3 separate regions of the Anser cygnoides genome follow, and all the other regions are linked to region 2. A link is a contact called in public Hi-C data. All regions are on one chromosome and are shown on one strand. Each heading gives the region's core, a stretch centred on a gene start, on an enhancer-like site or on the middle of the called end of the contact. The rest is flanking DNA. Distances are from core to core; before and after follow the strand shown. Region 1 overlaps LOC136786547 (a long non-coding RNA gene). Region 2 holds the start of PPIL2 (peptidylprolyl isomerase like 2). Region 3 overlaps MAPK1 (mitogen-activated protein kinase 1).

Region 1 (2,912 bases), core at 98-2,597, 180 kb before region 2:
GCTGCTTGCCCATCCCTTTTGGCCTGCATCTCTCTTCCCTCTCTCCTGCTGGGGATGGCTGTAATCCCCGGAGGAATGTGGCCCACAGGCCTCTGCAGGACCTGGGCGTGTGACTCCAGAGAGCCTGCGATGGGGAATGCAAAGCAGGAAAAAGCAATCTCGTGTCACCTGGCAGCACGGGGTGGGGGGGAGAGCTGGGGATCTGCGGGCTGCTCAGTGTGCTTGGCTCTCCAGTCGTCTCATCAGACAGAAAAATAGAGGCTAGACTTTTCGGCTGCATGTATTATTTCCCTATTCATTGTGTCTGGGTGATGTATTCTCTGCCTGTGGTTTTAATAAATGTCTTTCTAAGCTACTTTCTGCTTCAGTCCCCCTTGGGATAGCTCTTTCCAACTCAGCTGCATCAGTATGCTGAAGATGTTAAGTTGAACGTGTGGAACGGGAAAAAGGAGAACTTCCCATAGAGCATCTAAGGCAGCTTTAACTTTAATAATATCTCTATGAAGCTGTTGTATATTACAAACCTCACCTGAATTTTAAGTTGCACAAAGCTCTCTCAATCATATTAACTCCTCCTCCCTTTCCTTTTTGTATTTATATGTCCGCAGAGCACTCAAAAGCGTTTGCAAGGAGAATCCCAAACTACTGTTAGGACACAAACTTGTGCTGGGTTCTAATAAGGCCTTGCAGGTAGGATGTTGCTGTGTTTTAGAGCATCCTGAACATTTCAACAGGGACATAGGGGGAAAAAAATAAATCATTGTTCTGTGTTTGGAAACTAAGTTTTGTTCTATGTAGTAAGCACCCATCTTAACCCTGCTAGAGCAGAACAACACCCCTTTTCTAGCAGAAACCAGAGTTGTTGTTAATTAATGTCTTGCTGAAAACTAAGTCTTTGCCATCTGTTCCGCCCCCTCACTACGAATGCCACTCTCATTATGTTGATTATGTAATTAAAAATGAAAATATATTTTGGTAGAGTGCTGCATAGGCATCTGTGCTGATTCTTCTGTTCCTATTCACTGCCCCTGCCCCCAGCACATACAAAAAGGAAAAGACAACAATTGTTTGGCTCGCCAGGAGCTTTATGCTGAAGCTGTGGCACTGGCTGCCAGACTGGTGCACGTCATGGGAGCAGCCACTTGAACCCTGCTGTGTTTGAGCTGCGAGTCCTTCGGAAACCCTGGTTATTAGGTTCATGAGAAATCCGTGGCAGGAAGCTGCCCCTTAAACTGAAGCGGCTTTAAGTTCTTGTGATGGGTTAACTTGAATCCAGATCAAGAAAAGTGAAAAGAAAAAAGGCCTGGCTACTTTATAAGTGATAGCGTGACCTCTGAGATCAGCGAGGCTGCTCGTGTTACAAATATGGTCTATGTCTAAGGGTGGAGGAAGAGAAAAAGAGGAGGGGTAGCTTTCCTGTAAGTGGGTTAGAGCAATTACTGAGGTCTCTTACAGCAAATGAAGTTGTCAGTGTGAGTCACATTCCCTTTTTTTCCTCTCCCTGCCAAGTTTTAAGCAGTAACCAGACGGAGAAAAAAAAAAAAAAACAGGGAAAAGTAACAATGGAGAAAAGTTGAACTGAAACAACCCTTCATTCAGGGTATTGTTTGACATTTTAGTTCTGATTGTACATAGAGATAAAGGGTCTATAAATATCCTGTCTGCTGAAATTCCTTATCACAACATCGCCTGTCAGCTGAACAAATAGGTTAGGTTCTCCAAATACTACCTAATTACATATGTAAATACAAAATTACTGATTATATCCTTGCACCACGTGGAATGAAGGCCTGATCACTGGAAGGGACGTTAACCTTTTCTGTTTTGCTGGGAGATGCCCCAGTCTCAGGAGAGCAAACAGCAAGTACAGCTGTTGCTGCTGAATTGGTGCAAGCTCCAAGACCAGACTGAACGAAGCAACAAGATATTTATCTGGCTAACGAGACTAGATGAAAGCATCTTCTGATGCTTTTGAAACTATCTTAGCATTTAGTTCTGTTTAACAAATGGCTGGAAGCTTTTCTACTCTGCTTTAGAGCTTTTAATGAAGCATTGTGATTCCCATTGTGGTTGATTGTTTGACACTTTTATTATTACTGGTATGCATAGCGTTTTTTAATGTTTGACAGCTGGAGAAAGAAGTATTTTGTGCATTCAAACTTTTAGTACAAAGCTGCTGTTTTCCATTCTGCCTTTGTCTTTTATTCTTGCTGATGCAAATCAACGAAAGACAGAACTGATGAAATTACGTTTGTTTACTTTTTACTTGATAATAAGACACAGCCAGCCTTTTATAAAAGACAGAAATAGGGGATGTGAATGTTTCTACAGTATTTCTAGAAAGGTTTTTTTTCTTACAATATAAAGGCATTTATTTGTTTCATATGTTTTGATTTATAAGATAATGTGCACTTCCTAATGCATGTGGAATAAGAATGGAGCAATGAATGACAGTTAGCAATGGATTCCATTTGAAAAGCTCATAGCTTGTTGTTTTTCTTAATTCAACAGTATAAATGATCATAGCACATCACAAGATAAACACACCAAGATACCTCTGTCCTTCACAGTAGGACTGCCTCTGATCATTATTGCATATTTGTATATAGCTGTACAAAAAATCCACTCCATCAGCTTTGGCTTTATACACATGTAATTGATATTGGGTACTGGCTTTGATACATTGGTATGATATTGGAAAGAAACAATCACTGAGAGGCAGGGCTGCAGAAATCGGATACCCATGATTGTTTTGGTGAGTAATGCGCATGTCTTGTGGATTGTGTAATACTTCTTTTTTTTTTTTTTTTAAATGCTTGTCCTGAGAAAGAAGGCCTGCATTTATCTATCTGGTTTGTGAGTGTGCATGCAAGCAAAAAGGTCCTGGATTGGGAGTACATTTCTAGATGTCA
Region 2 (2,769 bases), core at 217-2,716:
AATTACACAGATTTCTAAGGTGGGAACATGCATGGTAACTGTTCTGAGTTATTTTATCACTTGTATATTCTTTTAGCTATCAAATTCAATCTCAGCAGACACTAAGGATGGGAAGTTCCAGTATCGTTTCAGTTCTTATTGAAATTTGTCTTGCTGCATTACTATCATAACAGACACAAGTCAATGAAAGTACCTTGGAAGAACACAGCTTCAGCAATAGCTCAGATGAACAGACTGGTCATTTAATAATGATAATGTAATTTTATTGCTTTACCTGCAGTGATCAAATGATATACGTCTGAAATTAGTTCGTGGATGGTCTGTTTATGAGAAACAAAACATGGGATTAATACAAAGTATTCCAGATAACAAAGAAACATTTGAAGTTACATTGTGCAATCTGTGTGGTAGCAATTTACCAATGACAAGAATAAATACACTAAATCCTGCAAACACGTAACTAAAATCAGATTCCTACTGTAGAGCACAAATATGCTCCTCCACAGAAATAACACAATCAGAATAAAGTGAACAGAGCTCTGACAGACTGACAGCACTGAATTTAAATTTGATGATTAATTTGTAAGTGCCTTCATGCTCTGCCCTACCGGTAGATGCAGAACTTACTTAAGGCAAGGATAGTTCATCTAGGCATCACGCCTCAAATTTCAGCAGTTTTCACGCTGATCAGTGTCACCAATTTTAGGACCCCAAGTTACAAGGCTCAGCAGTTCAAAAGCCAATTCAGGAAGAGCTCAGACATCCCTGTAGCACCTGTAGGATGCTGTGCTCGAGATCATTTCACCAGGCACCCTGAGTTACGTGACCCCATGCGAGAGCCCTCCCACCACTGGTCAAGCGAAGCAAGGGACAGCATTTAGAGAAGGAACTCTGCGGAGCTCCAGGAAAGAGGAGACTGGAAATTTGAGTGCAAGCGTGGAGACAAGGCCGAAAGGAGCAGGAGGGCAGCCCGGGGGTGTCTGAGGAGAGCAACCTGGGGGTGTCTGAGGAGGGCAGCCCCAGCCCCGGCGGTCAGCGCGGCGCAGGGCCGCTCGTAGCCCGGCGATGAGCAGCAGCAGGCCCCCAGCCGGGGCAGCAGGGCCGCGAGGAGGCGCCGAGCACTCACCTGCCTTCTTGCCGCCGTAGAACTGCGTGTACTCGGCGCAGGTGATGTACCTGCGGGCAGAGCGGGGTCACCACACGGCGCCGGCCGGCCGCCCCCACGGCACCCGGCCGCCCCCCGCGCCCCCCGGCCGTTGCCCCCGCCCGGCCGCCCGCCGCCCCCCTCCCCGCTGCCCCCCGCCCCACTCACATCTTGTCCTTCTGGTGCTGCCGCTTCCCCATGGCTGCGGCTCGGCCCAGAGGCCCCGACCGCCGCCAGCACCCGCACGGCTGAGGCCGCGGCGCCTTTCCGGGGCGGGTGCGGCGGCGAAGGGCCCCCGCCGGGAAACGCGGGCGGCGAGCGGTGTTCCGGGGCCGGCCCGAGGCGAGGCGGAGGAGCGGGAGAGCCTCGAGGGGCGGCCGCGGGGAACGAAGTGGCAGCCGCTGGCCCTGCCGGGGCCGGGGGGCTGCTGGCGGGCCTGCTGCCCCTCAGGGACACGGCGCCACCCGCTCGGGAAAGCCAGGCCTCAGGCACGGCTGAAGGCGTGCGGGGCTGAGGGAGGGCAACTCCCGCTCTTCACAGTCAGCCTGGTGGCTGATTCCACAGAAAAAGTAAAAAATAAAACCATTGTGCGTTTCAACTGGTCCACATCAGACTTCAGTTCCTCCCCCCTACACACACAGAACTGATTCCAGTTCAGCAAAGTGTCCAAATTAACTGGGAGAGCAGGTTTGTTTCTGCAGATGCACAGGCCTCCCTTCCAAAAAAGCCCAGTTCAAAAGCATGTAGCTGAAAATGGAAAAACGTAGCTTAAGACAACACTACCACCTGTACTATTGAACTTCTGGGACCAGAGGTCAAGGAAACCGGGGCGGCTCTCCCTAGTCGGAGGGTTTTGTTACCCTAAGGAACACATCTCTCCCTCCTAGGATCCAGACAACGAGGTAACTGCAGGGACACCTATCAGAACAGTCAGTCCTCATCAGCCAAAATCCACAGCAGTGCAGCTATTCCTTGTCATTGCTGCCTGGCATTCCTCACAAGGGTGAAGGAGATCAATTGTTTCTGCTAGAAGTTGCTGTACATGGCATGCACTACACCCCTGTAACAAAGGGGTAATTTTAAAATACAAAATACTGATTTCAATAATAATTTTCTTACTCAGAGACACTCCAACTAAGGCAGTAAACTGGGACACACCTAAATAGTTAGGTCCTGGCAATAACTGAAGACATACACTTGCTTCTTTCCCAGCACCAAGCATACTTCTGGGAAGAAAACAAGTTGACTGACTTGGTTTCAGTGCAATTCAAAAACCACTCCACAAGTGAACTGCTGGCAGGGCAGCAGCACTATTTTGTTATTATGGAATGCTGCACAAGGAACATTGCCATAACTGGATGAAGTTCATCTCTTCTTGCAGTACTGACTTCTTTCAGCAGTGGTTAAGGGAGACCTTTTTACTTTGGGTTGCCTAAGATAATGAGAACTCCCCACACAGCTCCTGCCCCTTCAGAGGAGATGTGGCTTTAGGATGTAGCTGCTCTAGCGTGATCACAAATACTTGTCTGATCATGCTTTTAGAGTAAAGATCACCCAGACTATATTATGTATTTCTAGATATGTTAACATGATTCAGCTTCTGTTGACATTTCTGGAGATGCCAT
Region 3 (2,911 bases), core at 39-2,538, 150 kb before region 2:
CCCTGCCAGCTCCCCGGCTGCGGCCGCACACGCCTGGGTCATGTCTTTGGAGGCTGCTCCGCCCTGGGCTCTGCGAGCAGGAAGCTGGAGTCCGAGTCGTAAAGCGATAAGTCGCTGGCGTTCAACCCGGGTGGCACGGCTTCCTGGCTTATGTGTGTGTGTCGTCCAGGTTGTACAGCTGCGTGAGATGAGTCAAAACTTAGTTACATATTTGCCAGATGCTTTTTACCAAGCACCAGGGCTTGTGTTGAGTTTTATATGGTTTCTTATAAAAGTATTTAGATACTGGTGCTATTGAGGGTTGTCAACAGGATAGTAGCCACAGCTTGAAATAGTAATAATGTTGTGTATGCTGGAGTTGGGCAGTTGCAAAATCTGTATTTAAGTTTATCGTGTTACAGATAAATAGCATCCACAGCTGTGGTTGCATCAGCTGGTGAAGCTGCATAGCACAGGGGGGATAAATCCTTCCTTTTGGATATGTAGTGTTAGTAACTAGGTTTGCTATCATGTGAATAACCCAGGGACTGCTGAAGTCCGATGCGCAGTGACTGGTATATGTTAAGGATTATAAACGGAAAGCTATACAGCAGCGCTTTGAAAGTTGTTAGTATGTGGACTGTTATTTTCACTTTACAGATCTTCTCTGGAAGAAAGTCTTGGTAACAGAAGGTTCATGTCTTCAGAAGGCAGTGCCATTTAACTGTTTCAATTAAAATATAAACACTTGTGAGGTTCAGTAGAAGCTGAATGTTTACACAGCTAGGTTAGGCTGTGCACACTGGAACAGCACTTCCAGAATGCAGATAATCTAAATTTAGAATGTGCTTGGATGGGATGTGTATGTGAAGCTACTCCTTTTTGGACTGTAGGGGGAGCTCAGGCGATTATTTGTCATAAAATTAGATCTCTAATGCTAGCTACGGCTAAGCAAGATGAATCCTATGTTAAGTGATAAGTAAGCTGTTTAATAAGTGCAGTGAGTTAGTGCACCAGGGTTTTGGATTTGCATCGCTTAGAGTCGTTGTTCCATGCCCTAGCGCTGCAAAGGGACTCAGTGTGTGAGCAACGTGTTCCTGCAGCAGTGCTCTGGAGAGTCGTGGGTGCTCCTGGTGGTGGTAGTAAAGGTCAGGTGCAGGTTGTGAGGAACAGGAAAAGCTTTGGGAGGTGGCTCAGTCTGACTTGCAGAGGACTCAGTTTTATTAGTTTAGTGTTTCCTATGTAGCAAAATAGGTATTTGGCCTATGAAATTGTATAACAATATGTCTGTGGCATGTGTGTGTGACAGGGAACGTGACTCTCCAGTTCTGTTGAAGTTCAGCCTAATATATAGGACAGGTACCACATCTTCCTTGTAAATGTCAGCAAATGTTGAAACAGTTAGTGGCCAAATTTTTTTCTCTAGTATTTTAGTGTCAGTATCTTCCGGGTCTTAGTGCACATGGCTCCTTGAAAGTGCACTGGTTTTTAAAGGATCACAGAGTTTACTCAAAGACGTATTTTCATTGAGGGCTGTGTCTCTGAGAATGTGAAATAATGCTAAATTTATAATATAGATTTCCTATGTGCCTGTATTATTCATGCTATTTAAATAGCTATGCACAGGCAAATGCATGGTTAGCTTCTTGCTCGCAGGAATTTGAGTCATGTTTCATATGTTTAATCAATTTACAAAAAATCTCTTGTTTGAGAAAGTTAACAGAAATAAATCCCTTTTAATGTTCAACTAGCTTTGGTTTTGCTCTCCTGAGCTGAGTGTTTGCAGTGGGAACAGTGATGTATGCTTAGCTACAGTAGTGTGGTGAGATCTTTTGATACGCACAGAAAAATGGCTGTATGCAGAATGTGCACTGGGGAGGAAATTGATTGCATCTTTACTGCAAATACTTTTTTCCACACTGAATCATGAGTTTCATGGTTGAACCATCTGAAAGCAAAATTGCCCATCATTTTTTAAATAATAGCCTAAAGCTTTTGCTAAGAAAATACTTCAAGAGCTGTAAGTGAAACTAAGCTACAAGAGAGCAAATCTTCAGTGTTTAATTGATAGATTCAGGTTCACTGCATCTGTGCAAGGAAAGATGACTGTTTTCTTCAGTAACCAACCTCTACTTGAGAAGCAGTAACTTAGACATTTATCCAATATTGCAAGGGGTTGGAGGCTTTTATTTAAGCAGCAGCATCAACTGGTAAATATTGGGCGTTTTGGAATATTGGGCATTCTGCTCTTCATAGCTGCTGCTGTCCAGTGCTTTAAAAGGAAGTGAGATTCTGCATTGTGGGAGAAAAAATAGGCTTCAGTCAGTACAAAGAAGAAGGTAGGAGGTTTGTTTGTTACAGTAAAATGATCTGTTACATTTTTATTTTTCCCAAATATGGGTTGCTCATGCTTAAGAAATATTTCTAGTTTTTTTTCCCAGTTTTTGACATACCTTGCTGGCATATTTTAAACACCTCAGGTGATTTACAAATTAAGAACTGATGAGGAAGTACTCTTGAAGGCTACACTGAGTTCCATTTATGGCATTTTCTTATTATCTGTTTTGGGACTTGTGAACTGCTAATGTGTTATCTATACATATGTAGTAACAACAGTCATAATTAATACTTGCTTGGTGTGTGGAATTCACAAGCGCCCTCCAGAGCACTGGAGTTTGTTGTTTCCAGAGGCGCACAAAATTTGCGTATAGACTGGAGTTAGGGGTGTAGACAGGACAAAGTGATTCTGTAGAAAATCAAGCAAAAAGGATGTCACTGCATAGGTGTGATTTACATGATGAAGAAAGTTACTGGCAGCACAAATCCTTACTGTTTTTAATAATGAAAGTGAGAAATGTAAAGTGATTTTGCATACAGTGGTGGTAGTACCATCTCAAAAATGTGTTATTCCACCATAAATCTGCTTTGTGGT

Evidence for each region. A called contact is a pair of places that touch in the nucleus more often than the background predicts.
Region 1: a contact with region 2 is called in a Hi-C map of liver, with 3 times the contacts expected there. The contact joins the enhancer-like site here to the promoter of PPIL2 in region 2. A contact is called at or near these places in 2 of 7 Hi-C or Micro-C datasets (both in liver).
Region 3: a Hi-C map of liver shows a contact between it and region 2, with 1.7 times the contacts expected there. The contact joins the enhancer-like site here to the promoter of PPIL2 in region 2. A contact is called at or near these places in 3 of 7 Hi-C or Micro-C datasets (granulosa cells and liver).

What each region holds. Positions count from the first base shown.
Region 1 is chr17:9,266,911-9,269,822 of Taihu_goose_T2T_genome, reverse strand. LOC136786547 (a long non-coding RNA gene) reads left to right here. Exons shown (of 5, transcript XR_010825503.1): 4 at 609-690. Among named protein-coding and RNA genes, the nearest start is that of MAPK1, 9.9 kb to the right of the region's middle. Within about 2 kb of position 1,347, at least 2 of the 3 cell types and tissues checked have open chromatin away from gene starts, as enhancers often do. A contact at or near this core is called in liver, where this site is marked.
Region 2 is chr17:9,091,688-9,094,456 of Taihu_goose_T2T_genome, reverse strand. PPIL2 (peptidylprolyl isomerase like 2) reads right to left here and starts at 1,466. Exons shown (of 20, transcript XM_048063659.2): 1 at 1,313-1,466; 2 at 1,127-1,176; 3 at 275-320. The coding sequence starts at 1,344.
Region 3 is chr17:9,242,873-9,245,783 of Taihu_goose_T2T_genome, reverse strand. All of the region lies in intron 1 of MAPK1 (mitogen-activated protein kinase 1), which reads left to right. LOC106031264 (a long non-coding RNA gene) reads right to left here. Exons shown (of 4, transcript XR_010825580.1): 4 at 1,996-2,271. Among named protein-coding and RNA genes, the nearest start is that of MAPK1, 14 kb to the left of the region's middle. Within about 2 kb of position 1,288, at least 2 of the 3 cell types and tissues checked have open chromatin away from gene starts, as enhancers often do. A contact at or near this core is called in liver, where this site is marked.